Regions from separate parts of the Mus musculus genome. Here regions 2 and 3 are each linked to region 1. A link is a contact called in public promoter capture Hi-C data. All regions are on one chromosome and are shown on one strand. The core of a region is the stretch at or near the end of the contact, and the rest is flanking DNA. Distances in the headings are between cores, read along the strand shown. Region 1 holds the start of Gclm (glutamate-cysteine ligase, modifier subunit). Region 2 holds the start of Mettl14 (methyltransferase like 14). Region 3 holds the start of Sec24d (Sec24 related gene family, member D (S. cerevisiae)).

Evidence for each region. Capture Hi-C pulls out chosen DNA fragments and counts their contacts.
Region 2: a promoter capture Hi-C map of adipose tissue shows a contact between it and region 1, with 2.6 times the contacts expected there. The contact joins the promoter of Mettl14 here to the promoter of Gclm in region 1. A contact is called at or near these places in 1 of 39 promoter capture datasets (pre-B cells) and 3 of 9 other capture datasets (adipose tissue, embryonic stem cells and liver).
Region 3: a contact with region 1 is called in a promoter capture Hi-C map of liver, with 2.0 times the contacts expected there. The contact joins the promoter of Sec24d here to the promoter of Gclm in region 1. A contact is called at or near these places in 2 of 9 other capture datasets (adipose tissue and liver).

Annotation. Positions count from the first base shown.
Region 1 is chr3:122,242,969-122,247,355 of GRCm38.p6, forward strand. It overlaps Gclm (glutamate-cysteine ligase, modifier subunit), which reads left to right and starts at 2,589. Exons shown (of 7, transcript NM_008129.4): 1 at 2,589-3,143. The coding sequence starts at 3,018. Gm46822 (a long non-coding RNA gene) reads right to left here and starts at 1,404. Exons shown (of 6, transcript XR_001783970.1): 1 at 903-1,404; 2 at 665-798.
Region 2 is chr3:123,384,195-123,388,581 of GRCm38.p6, forward strand. It overlaps Mettl14 (methyltransferase like 14), which reads right to left and starts at 1,796. Exons shown (of 11, transcript NM_201638.2): 1 at 1,568-1,796. The coding sequence starts at 1,633.
Region 3 is chr3:123,265,091-123,269,477 of GRCm38.p6, forward strand. Sec24d (Sec24 related gene family, member D (S. cerevisiae)) reads left to right here and starts at 2,406. Exons shown (of 23, transcript NM_027135.2): 1 at 2,406-2,446.

The DNA of each region.
Region 1 (4,387 bases), core at 1,339-3,838:
AGCAGATTCTAGCTTAGGGACCGCTCCTATCCCTTCAGCTGACTTCAGTCGCTGTGCCTTGAGTGTCTTTCTGACTCTGGCCTCTCACCTCTACCCAGCATGCTCTGCGTCCTGTTCTGGAGACTGGGGATAAATAGCATTGCTGCTGGCTGCTTCTCCAATCGCAGCCCTATCTGTCCTGTGCTGTGACATTTATACTATCATAGTTCATCTACAAACCCGTCACTCCCAACTGCCACCAAGAGGTTTTAAAAAATAGCTCTTTAAAAAAAACTTTTATTACAATAGATCAACTAGACAAAGTGCATTAATTGTGTAAGGCTGAGTTACAAATAACTACTAAGCAAAGGTTGTCTCAATTGTTCTGGAGCCCCCACCACCCATTCTTCTGTTTTACACCCTGGTAATAATTTCTTTGCACATTTGTGGTTTTACTACATGTTTGTACTTTCCTAATGGGTAGTTTAATTTTGTTTATTAATTAGTTTGTGTGAATAGACTCAGAGCGTATACTTTTCCATGTATCCCCGCCACCCCTTAGTTCTGTTTGTTGGTCCTTCCCAGGAGAGGGTTAAGGCTCCTGAAAACAAAGCTTACAGTGTACCCAAGGAGGAAGCAAGGCACCTCCCCCCCCCCCCTCCCCGAGACAAAAGAGCAGACTCACAATGACTTTGCAGCCAAGTTCTTCTGGCTTGTATCCCTTTCTTCTGCAGCCAAAGGAAATGTAGATTACTTTTCTCTTCACCAAGAAACCATGGAGTTACAGCAACAGTATTATTAAGTAAAATATGCAAGGCACTGAAAGCATATAAATCATGCACAGACACATTAAAGAATTTAAATCACCTGTAATATGAACCAGTAAAGAGTTTAAAATACAGCGCTTAGGTTCCTCCGCCCACCTGTCCGTTGGTTGTTTTAAAGTAGGTATTTGCATTCCACAGCCCAGGCTAACACTGGGTTCCTGATCCTCCCTCCGAGGATCCTGCCTCAGCCTGCCGAGTGGAGGAATTGTAGGCGCGTGCTACCACGTGTGGTCTCAAAGGGTCTACAAATGTACATCTCAGAAACAACGTGAAGTCCTCCGTGCACTCCTGAGTGTGCCAGCCTGTGATAGTCAGGTTATAACAGGAGAGAGTAGAATACAACAACAATTTTGAGGGCTAGGGATGCCCACTGTCAGAACGCATGTGTAAGCCTTCGACCCCAGCACCATAAATAGTAGTTCTCACTTACTGAACATTTATTATAAGCCAAGTACTGAACTAAGGACTCACCATACCTTCTCTTAGTAACTCATCACAACTACCTACCCAACGGCAGATCTGATGTCCTGTGGCCTCCAGGGGCCCTGAACGGTGCCCATAAACTCATGGAAGAAAACACACATACACACAAATAAACAATATTTTTGTATGTTTGTTTTGAGACAGAGTCTCTCTACCTAGCTCTGGCTGTCCTGGGACTCTCTATGTAGACCAGGCTGGCCATGAATTCACAGATTCACCTGCCTCTGCCTCCCAAGTGCTGGGATTAAAGGCGTGTGCCACCACCACCCGGCGACCACTAAGTTTTAACCAAATATTTACATGGACTTTTAAGAGAATATAATCAAAAGTCTAACAATGACCATAAAAAATTCATCAGAAGAATCAATTGTTTATATTTAAGTAAGGCCATGTGAGGGGCTGCTCCTGGGAAACCTCTTCTCCATGGATTCTTGCTCATTGGATGTGCACAAAGATGTACCCAACACCAGCCTCACTTTTTCTGGAACGATCTTCCAGCCTTTCCTATTTCTTAGTAGTTTACCAACTCAGATTCATGTTTCTTTTGAAAAGATTTTGCCGCCTTATAATGAAAATCTCACCTGGCTCTAACATACCTGACTGGTTTGTTAAAAAGTTTGTTTCCTGGGTAAAACTTTAATAAACGGTCAGTTTGCTATTATACCCAGCCATCTCCAGTGGGAATGGGGAAGAATCACGAACAACTTGTAAAAGTGTGAATCATAAAACGTTCTCTGTTACCATCTGTTCCTTATGCTTAACTGACCTGGAAACTAACTGCCCCGTGGTATTTTTATTGTTTAATGTTTCATGGGCTGAGGCCTTTCTCTCGAAGGATTAGGCTTCTGAAAGGGGAAAATTAAAGTTGTACTCTCTGGTTTCATACAGCACCAGCAAATAGGTAAATCAACACGCTGGAAGAAGAATGATCAGTTTGGGGGAAAGACTCTTGGGCAAAGCAAAGCAAAAGGAAAAAATAAAAATAAATTTAAAAAACAGAGCGGGGCGCGGGCAATGAGACACTCGCGCCATCGCATCAGCTCCTTAGACACAGAAGCAGGCACGCTCTCAAGGCCTGGGAGGATGGACCTCCGGCGGTCCTCTCGAAGAGGGCGTGTCCAGGGCCGCAGCGCGGGCGGCCATTGGCTGAGCGGCGCTCCCGGGCGCACCGTCAACTCTCACGAGGCGCTGGCGGCGTAGGCCGCGCGCCGCGCTCTGGCCGGCAGGGGGCGCACGTCCGCGCGCTGTTCTCCCCCGCGGCGCCGCCCGCTCCCGGCCGCCCGGCGCCACGCCCGCCGCAGGCCGAGGGCCAGTCACCCGCGGGCCTGCGCCCCGCCCCTGGCCCGCCGCGGGACGAGTAACGGTTACGAAGCACTTTCTCGGGTGAGGTTTCTGCTTAGTCATTGTCTTCCAGGAAACAGCTCCCTCGTTTCAGCGGCGGCGGCGGTGGCGGCCGCAGAAGCCGCAGCGACCGTCCGCGCCGGCGCCTCCCTCCCTTCCTTCCCTCCCTCCGGGACCGCCTCTCCGTCGCCGCCCGGCCTCCTCGGGCCCGAGCGCACACCGGGCTGTGGCCGCGCGGAGTCGGCAGCCTCGCGCTCTCCTCTGGGGCCTGGGGCACCGCCGCGCCCTGCGAGGCAGCCGTCTGCCCACTCGCCCGCCCGCCTGCCCGCCCGCTCGCCATCTCTCCGCGGCTCCGGCGCTACCCGGTCCCCTCCGGCGGCAGCTGCCATGGGCACCGACAGCCGCGCGGCCGGGGCGCTCCTGGCGCGGGCCAGCACCCTGCACCTGCAGACCGGGAACCTGCTCAACTGGGGCCGCCTGCGAAAAAAGTGCCCGTCCACGCACAGCGAGGAGGTGAGCACGGTGGGGGCCGAGGGTCTCCTCGAAGTGGGGACAAGCAGGGCTCTCCGGAGCTCGACCCGCTTCGGAGGTACCGAAGTGAGCTGGGTACTATCCCGGCTTGGCAGGTGCCACTGCGGGGCGAGGGGCGCCTCCGCCGGTCGGAGTTGATCGCACAACTCTTGAGGGCCACCGGGTCCCCTGTCTGGCTGGACAGAGCCACTGCAGCCCCGCGTCTTCATCTTCCGTCCCTCTCCCTTAGCCAAGGTAAAGGAAAGATAAAGGTTTAGTGTTTGGTAGATGGACTAACAATAGGTTTAACTTTGATATTGTTGACATTGCTTTCTCTATTGTACTGAATTTGGATTTGGGACAAATAACTTACTGGATGTTAACATTGTATTTGCTTCAAAACCATTAAAGAGGGGCAGGTGGTACACGCCTTTAATCCCGGCCCCTAGGGAGGCAATAGCAGTAGGATCTCTGAGTTCGAGGTCAGCCTGGTTTGTATATTGAACTCCAGGACAGCTAGGGCTACCCAGTGTCAGCCCCAACCCCCACGCCCCCAAAAAACCTAATGTGTAGTTGGAAGTGACAGATTAATCTAGAATTAAAATGTGTTATATTTGTGTTAATGGCCCATTCCTGAGCCAGTGGTTCTCCATGGACCGTGCAACTCATTGCAGAGGCGTATTGATAATATGGAACATGTATACTACTTAAAACAACAAAACAAGACAGATGTGCAATTATGTGTGGGGAGTAATAAGCTGGGTATGGTGGTGGGCTCTTCTAATACGCAGCCTCAGTGGGCTAAGGCAATAGAATGTAGAATTCGAGGCCAGCCTGGGCTACCATGTGATGAGGTCCTGGCTCAAAAAATAAATAAGATAAATGGAAACATTTTAAAAAAGAAACAGTTACACCTAGGAGCTATTTGACTTTGAGACTGTTTTCCCGGCTATAACTTTAACCTTGAGTAATATTCTCTCATCAAGTAGTTGTGGTAAGGAAAAGATGGGGTATGAAAATACTCTGCACACAACATGCTTGTTATCAACTGGATCATCAGAAAGGTAAACAAATCCTGGTTAAAGGCTACATTTCCTAAGTTAGGTCATATTGTAAGGTCGGTCTCAGTGGTCAGAGACAGACGGGCTTCTGCTCTTTTAGTGAGGCAGGCTCTACAAGAGCGCCTGGACTCCTTCGTTGTAAGTTGAGAGCCTTCACTGGTCAGATTGGGGAACCAGCTCCCTAGC
Region 2 (4,387 bases), core at 546-3,045, 1.1 Mb after region 1:
CAGACTGAGGACACAGGAGGAACGCTGCAGTATTAGGTACAAACACGGCATAAGAAAATCTGCAGTTAGTGGTCGCTTTAGCCCCAGAGCAAGCAGGTATTCAAAATATCAGTGCTGCCAGTTAGCGGCATAAACAACAAAATACTCTGCACCACTTCACATGGCCGCCCTCATTTCTTCAGTGAAAACTCTCTTCCAATAATGAAATGCTCATCAGGTTCACCTCCTCCAGAAAAATCTTCTCGACTTCTTGGTCAGAGGACAGAACACTCACTTCCGATAGTTAGAGCATTGTCTGATTCTCTATTTGTAATTCTCATCTCAGAATACGAGTCATTCCTTCAGAAAGTTCTTTGAGGAACCCAAGATTTAGCAATGAGAAATGACAGCGCTCTACCTTAACCACTGAGCCACCTCTCTCTCTAGCCCACCTTCACATTCTCGAGACTGGTGTCGAAGGAAGTTTGTATTATTTTCTTGAGATCCTGGCGAGAAAGACTCATTGGAAATCTAAAATTTACTCACTCAAGCTTTGAGCATTTCCCTCCATTACTTATATTGATTTGTATGGTGTAATGAAAACAGCCTGAGATTTTTAAGTAAAACAACTTGTAGTATGTATTCCCTGCATGAATGGTCTACTAAACGGCAAGCACTCACATCTTCATTCACTAGCTTCAATGAAAGCGAAAGGTTTGAAAAGTAATCTCTAGAGAGAGGAATCTTAGAGAATTCTCTGGTGAGGGCTGGCTAGGGAAAAACGTTAAAATTTGGAAACCTAGTCCTAATGTACTAGTGAACGTAACACCTCCTGTCTCTAATAAATTACCAAGTAAGGATTCAAACGTTTGGTTGAAGGTAGACTGTGTTCTAAGTGCAGAATCTAAAATTTGCTCTAACTTAGGTGGCTTCCAATGAGTCTTTCGACAGGATCTCAAGAAAATAATCAAACTTCCTTCAAAACCAATATCAAGAAAAGATTAAGAACATGCACTGCTCTTCCAAAGGACCTGAGTTCAAGTCCCAAGCACCCACACCAGGAGGCTCACAACTACCTGTAGTTCCAGCTCCAGAAAGATCCAACACCTCTGGCGCTGTGCTCACGTGCACATATATATATACACACAGAGAGACAAACCCCACATAATTTAAAATAAAAACTAATCTTAAAAAAAATAAAGAATCTGAAGCTGACGCGGGAGAAAGGCAAGACATGAAACACTGCTTCAACAGTGACGGTGAAATGTAAGGGCTAAAACTGCCACTTGCTCTTGTAGCAACTACTAGCACTGCACTCATCGACAATTCCCAAGTCTACCCCCACCACTCAAGTCCGTGCCCGCCACGGTGGGGACAGAAAGCCCAAGCCTGGCAGCGGTTGGTTTTCTACGTAATGACTCTGACAGGCACTCGAGTAGACTAGGGAATAAAAGTCCCGGGACAAAGACCTTGACAGATGCTGATGTGAGAGTTCACCAAAAAAAAAAAAAAAAAAAAAAAAAAAAAATTTTTTTTAAAAGAGGCGGCCGCGCACGCGCACTAATGCTCCCTCCCACCCGCCGCACACCTGCTGAGCTAGGAGCTGCCGCCGTAACTTCTGCCGCTCCCGGATCTCCTGCAGGCGGCTATCCATGCCCCAGCTTCGGCTGCTCACCACCCCGACAGACTCCGCGCCCGCCAAAATGCAAATCCACCTGCCAAACCAGGAAACACCGGGTCCCGCCCCGCAGAGATTCTGACCCGGAGACTTTCACGTCCCTCAGGAGGAAGTTTCCGGCGCGCCTGAAACAGGCTATGCCTGAACAGGAAGTCCCGCCTCCAGGACGCCGAAGATATGATGTCACACGACGAGACCCAATGGGGATGTAGTGGTGGTTGAGGGCGAGGAGCCGCTTTTGGCTATCTTCTTAGTGCTTAAAGTCTTTCCTGAAGGGTTAGGCTCGGTTTTTTTGTTTTTTGTTTTTCCTGCTCATAAAAGAAGTTTTTCTTTTTCCCGTTAACCAATTGTCCGCCTGCCAGTCCTGGCTTTTTAATATTTGAGGGATGCTTGTGGGTTTCTTTCACTGCAATACTGACCGGCTTGTGAAGGACTGGATCGCCGCTCAGTAACCTTGGCAAGTTAGCGAGCTTTTGTAAAAGAACAGAGAAAGAGGGTCTTGGGGGGCTGAGGCAGGAGGACCCAGGAGTTTGGAGCCTAGGCTATGTAATGAAACCCTGTCATTCACTCATTTATTTATATAAATAAATAAATAAATAAATAAGAACAGAGAAAGAGGGTCTTGGGGGGCTGAGGCAGGAGGACCCAGGAGTTTGGAGCCTAGGCTATGTAATGAAACCCTGTCATTCACTCATTTATATAAATAAATAAACAAACAAATAAATAAATAAATGCAAGCAAACATAGCGGTAGTTACGTAGTGAAACCCTGTCATTCATAAACACACAAACAGAGCGGGCAGCGCTGAAACCCTGTCATTCATTCATTTATATAAATAAATAAATAAATAAATAAATAAATAAATAAATAAATGCAAGCAAACATAGCGGTAGTTACGTAGTAAATAAATAAATAAATAAATAAATGCAAGCAAACATAGCGGTAGTTACGTAGTAAATAAATAAATAAATAAATAAATAAATAAATAAATAAATGCAAGCAAACATAGCGGTAGTTACGTAGTGAAACCCTGTCATTCATAAACACACAAACAGAGCGGGCAGCGCTAGGCTATGTAATGAAACCCTGTCATTCATTCATTCATTCATATAAATAAATAAATAAATAAATAAATAAATAAATAAATGCAAGCAAACAGCGGTAGTTACGTAGTGAAACCCTGTCATTCATAACAACACACAAACAGAGCGGGCAGCGGTAGCGAATGCCTTTAATTCCAGCACCCGAGAGACAGAGGCCGGCAGTTCTCTGAGTTCGAGGCCAGCCTGGTCTACAGAGCAAATTTCAGGGCAGCCAGACCTACACAGAGAAACCCCATCTCAAAAACAACAATCAAGCAAAAATTCCTTGCATAATAGTAGAATTATATGACAAAAACGTTAATTTTCAAAAAGTCTTCTGTAAATTATTTTGACTATATAGTGTTAAGGTATATCTCTTTCAGACTTAGCTATATTATTTGATAATTATGACTGCCGGGACTAGATGTTTATTCACTGAGCATTTCTTATAGCAAGTACTGTGCTGAGCTCTGGAGTCTATGAAGGCTCAAAGATCAAAAAATATATGAACATGCCGGCTCCTTCCTTCTGTCCCATCAGCTCTAGGCTGTTATTCCAATACATGTTCTCCATTTAAAATAACTATGTGAACTGGGATCTCCTGCATGAAGTGGGGCTGAAAACCAGTGGATCCACACTATCTCACAGTATTTATGAAGTCAATGAGATCCATCAGAGAATTGTTGGATTTTTTACAAAGGGATATGACTTTTAAAATCTCCCCACCACTGAAGTTTTAAAAAATTAGACTGCATCAGTACACCTGTAGATTCTGACATGCCTGTTTGTACATCCGTTCATCTCAGGGTAAGGATCACAAGTGTGTGCGAGTGGGATAAGAGGGAGATGAAAACAAAGCCCATATGTAACTCAGACTCTTTAGGGAAGCAATTCCATTTGTAGGCAGTTTGTTTAAAAGACTGATGATTCACACAATTTGCACTGTTGCCTCCAAGCCCCTGAGGAATGGTATCTCCAAACCTGTATATCCAGCTGCCTATTGCATACCTTAGATATTGTATACCTTAGATATTGTATACTTAGAACACTTCCCATCATTTCTTACATGTGTTAATTTCTTCCAAAAATATGTGATGAAAGTTAATTCCCAACATCAGAAGGTGTGACTTTTAAACATGATTTAAAAATTTTCCTCTTCGACAGTTTTATATATGCATTAAGTTCATTTGGATTATTGTAACCCTCCACCTTCTAGTCTTTTCCGGACCCCTATTGCTCACCCCACATGTCCCTTACCCATATTCATGTCTATAGGATTATTTACTTGTTTTGGTTTGCTGGTTGGTGATTTGTCTATCTAGATTTGTTCTGTTTTGAGACCCACTGAGTTTAACTCATATTTAACTTATATATAAGACAGTGGGTTTGGAACTATCTGCTGGGGCCTGTTGAGCTTCTCAGTAGGTACATAACTAGAAACAGTGACTGTCCCTTGCCCATAATCTGTTGATACAGCCAGTAGCTCATTAGGAGAGTAGGGCCCCATGAGCCCTTCCCCAATCCATGATTGACTGTTGATAGACTCAGTTTTGTGCGGGCTCACTACAGTCACTACAGGCTGTGAAATTATGACTTCATTGGCTATGCCATGCCCAGAAATCATGCCCTATCTCCAGGCCTTTCATTC
Region 3 (4,387 bases), core at 1,156-3,655, 1.0 Mb after region 1:
AGAGCCATCTAAGTCCTTTGACATCAGACACAGAGCTACAGGATTTATGAAGTCTGCTCTGTTGGGTTTCAGTCTTGCTCCAGTACAGTGTTTCTTCACTGTGCTCCCATCTCTCCCTTTTGGAAGGTGACGTATAATCTGTGCAATTTTACTTTGGAAGTATGTAATTTGATTTTACAGGAGGGTGTGCAATTAAGAGATTGCCTTGAGTCCCAGAAAAGAATTGGAATTCGGACTTTTAAATGGCATCGAGACTGAATGCATTTTGCATTGCGATATGACCACAAGCCTATTGGGGCCAAGAGTGTAGAATGTGGGGGCTTGAATGAGAATGGCCTCCATAGGCTTATATTTTTGAATATTTGGTCCCCAGTTAGTGGAACTGTCTGGGAATGCTTAGGAGGTCTAACCTTGTTAGTGGATGTGTGTCATTGGCAGCAGGATTTGAGGTTTCAAAAGGCCAGGGGCATTTCCTGTGCTTCTCTTTCTTCCTTGTGCTCAGGGATCGAGATGTGAGCTCCCAGATACTGTTTTAGCACCGTGCCTGCCTGCCTGCCTGCCTGCCACCATGTTCTCTGACATGATGGCTATGAGCTCTACTCCTCTGAAACTGTAAATCCTCAGTAAAAACATTCTCTAAATTGCCTTGGTCATGGTGTCTTATCTAAGGAGGTGGAGGAGGAAGAAGAGGAGGTGGAGGAGGAAAAGGAGGGGGAAGAGGAAGAGGAAGAGGAAGAGGAAGAGGAAGAGGAAGAGGAGGAGGAGGAGGAGGAGGAAGAAGAAGAAGAAGAAGAAGAAGAAGAAGAAGAAGAAGAAGAAGAAGAAGAAGAAGAAGAAGAAGAAGAAGAAGAAAGTTGCGTGGCCTAGATCACTCACCAGGGTCAGGAATGGGGGCTGTGGCTTGCTTGGGGACCCTCTATGTCTCCCTCTTTGCTTCCTGGCTACTGTGACATGAGCGGCTTTACTGTGTCAGTCCTCCTGCCTGTCACGATGCTTTGCATCTTCAGACACCTATAGCAGTTCAGCAAGATGACTTAGGACTGAAACCTTAGAGACTGAGACAATGCAAATTATTACCCTTTAAATTGGTTTCTTTTTTAGTGATAAACAGTTGACACAGTTGCCTCAAAATTCCTAATACTGTGGGTGATGGTGGCTCATGTCCTTAATCCTAGCACTTGGGAGGCAGAAGCAGGTGGATTGCTGAGTTTGAGGCCAGCCTGGTCTAGAGAGTGAGTTCCAGGACAGCAAAGGCTACAAAGAGAAACCCTGTCTCAAACAACAACAACAACATGTCTTGATAATGATAATTCTAAAAGAAGACCTGGCAGGTCTGAGAGGATCTATATTGAGCATAGATGGATTGAGCTGAGAAGACCCGCCCAGTGTGTGGGACATCATTCCCTGGACTGGCATCCTGGACTGCATAAAAAGAGCCAGACACAAGCACTGATTGCTCTCTGCTTTCCTGACTGTGCCCGCATAGTGATCAGCTGCCTCAAGCTACCGCATCAAGATGGATTACTCCCTTGAACTGTGGACCAAAATAAACATTTTCTCCTTTTAGTTGTGGTTGCCAGAGTATTTTATCACAGCAACAGGAAAAGTTACTCAGGTAGCTTTTGATTAGTCAAGCTTTAGGGAGCTTTTATTTCTGGTTCCTCAGAAGGAGGCACACAGTGAGGGCAAAATCACTAGGCTGCTTTTATTTCATAAAACTTTCATAGATTCCCCAAACTCGCAGCTCGGCTGCGGACTGAACTCATACTTTCTCTCTGATAGTGAGACATTTTTGGAGTGTGGCCTATTGGTCCTGATTTTAGGGCCAAATAGGTGTTTCTCAACTGTTTCTGTCCAAAGGTGAGCTAAAAGTTATCTACCTTTGACACAGGCCAGTTCCTGTTTGTGGGTGGGGCACACCCAGTTAAGTGGGCAAGCCCACGGAGGTCCTGCAACCCTTTGCTTCCTTGAGGACACCTCAGCTGAGCGTCTCGTTTCACACAGAACCAGGCTGTCGTGGGCCTTCCTTCCTTCTGTGGTTGTGCTGGAAGACGTCATCAAATTGTCTGTCCACGCGCCAGATTCCTCTGGCCACTGAGCACTCCCCGACACGCGTCGCTTCCAGTAAGGCGAGCGCAGCGCAGCGATTCAGTGCCACCTGTTGAACCCAGAGCGCGCCCTCCTCACCCCACCCAAGTCCCCTGCCACCGGCTCCGGAGGATCTTTGACAAATTGGAGGAGGCGGGGCCTCGCGAAGGAAAAGCTTAGAGGAAAAGACCCGGAAAGAGGCGCGAGACCGCAGTGGGAGGTGCGGCCCCGCCCCCGCCAGGGCGCGCCGCGGGAGCGAGCGGGTCCAGCACGCGCGCGCGCCCGGGCGCCTGACGTGGCACTAGCAACCCAGAGCGACTCGGCGGCGGCGGCGCGGGGCGCGGAGCGTGCAGAGCAGGTACGGCAGACGCGGGGCGCAGGGCGCAGGGAGGAGGGTGGGGAGGAAGGGGAGCCACAGGTACAGCAGGTTCGGGCTGAGGGTGCGGAGCGTCCACACGCGGCTGCACCGCGACTCCCCATCAACTTGGCTCTCTGGTTCCCGGAGGAGGAGAGGGCTGGAAATATTCCGAGGGAAAATGGCAACTACAGTGTTCAGCTCCGGGACATCATTAGAGGGAAACGCGAACTTGTCCCGGGTGACAGTGGAAGGGGAAGGGTGTCTTTGTAGAATCCGAGCGCTCGGGGTTTGGATTCGAGGCCGGTTTGTGCCAAGTGGCTCTCTGCCATGTCGCCGCTTGCAGCTGAGTCAGGTTTCTGCAACTTGGTGTACTGGGTGAGGAAGTTTGACGTGGCAGAGAAGGGTGAGGAAGCGAATTCCTCCCAGGACCAGGGAAGAGGGCTGGGCGGCTTCCAGTCCCCTGCTGTGAGCATCGCTGTCCCGCTCCCCTTCCGCAGCTGCTGCGTGGGTGCGCCGGTGCGGTCTTCTGAAGGCTCTGGGCTGCACGGGGCCAAGCGACTGCCACGTCTCTCTAGGCGCAGTGGGAGGAGGGAAAGTGTTGTCAGGAACACAGTGAACTAGAGACCTTTGTCTGCCTTTCTGTCCTCCGTTAGCAAGACAGTGACCTCATCATACTCATGGTTGCTACTCGGAAGCTGAAGGTTTAATATGAAAACAAAGCTAAATCATGGATGTTAGTCTTCACGTTTGAAATTTGCATGCCATTTCCAGAATAAAGAGATCCCACGTCTTACTTAGAAGGTATTACTAATCTTTACCTTAAACCACTACCTTAAACCGCAGCAACGAGAAAGAAAGGAGAGGTACCCAAATGCTTGATGGAGAAACTGGAAAGAAACTAGAGAATCAGGGTTTCACAACTAATATGGCTTTTGGACACTTCATTTTCTAAAACAGAAAACTGAGGCCCAAAGAACCTCTTCAGTTTACTGTGTCACAAAGCTTTGCATGGGCAGATAGGAAACAAATCATAATTCTTTTGCCAGGCTTCAGAGCACCTCCTGTCTTGTAACAAATGTTTTTTTGAAAGCCAGACATGGTGGCACACACCTTTAATCCCAGCATTGGGGAGTCAGAGGCAGGCAGATCTCTTTGAGTTCGAGGCTAGCCTGGTCTACAGAGTAAGTTCAGGACAGCAAGGACTACAAGGGAAACCTTGTCTCTGCAGAAACCAACCAACCAAATAAACAAAAGTATCTTTTAAAAACCTCTCTAGGAGATATCTGTTTTAGCAAAACATGGAAACATAAAGTGTAAAGCTAATTGGCATTTGGGCTCTGAATAGAGTCAAGATGGGACTGTTATATTTGTGATTGTTTATGACTACCCACATATGAAAGGCTTTTTTTTTAGCTCCTTAAATATAGGTGCCTATGTTCTTAGAGGTGTGACGTCATCTAAGTTAGAGAGAAGCCCTAGCATCTTGGACGGAGATGGTTGGAGCTGCCACTGGCTTGTCCCATTATGACTCACAAAGACTATCATCATGTCTATCTCAGGTTATATTTGTTGGACTATGGCTTTTCCTTGTCTTAAGTACAGATTAAGTAGACTAATTAGAAGGCACCAGGAAGATCCAGGTTGTGAAGCATCAGACTGCTTGTAATCATGGTGGTCAGTCAGTTGAACGGCATGGTGCGCTCTCAAAATGTGACCATGGAAACCAAGATGCAGAGTTGTAGGAATACTAATGAGAGACTGTTCAAAGCAATTCAGGCATCCAGGGGAAACGTGGTAGCAATTACTATTCAGATCTGTGCCTGTGAAATTTCCTGGGACCCCCGAAATGACATTACTGGATTCCTAAGAGATGTCTTAAGCCATATTCAGGGGATAATAACTATGATAAGAGTGTTGTATAAAATGAAGATTATTTCCAGA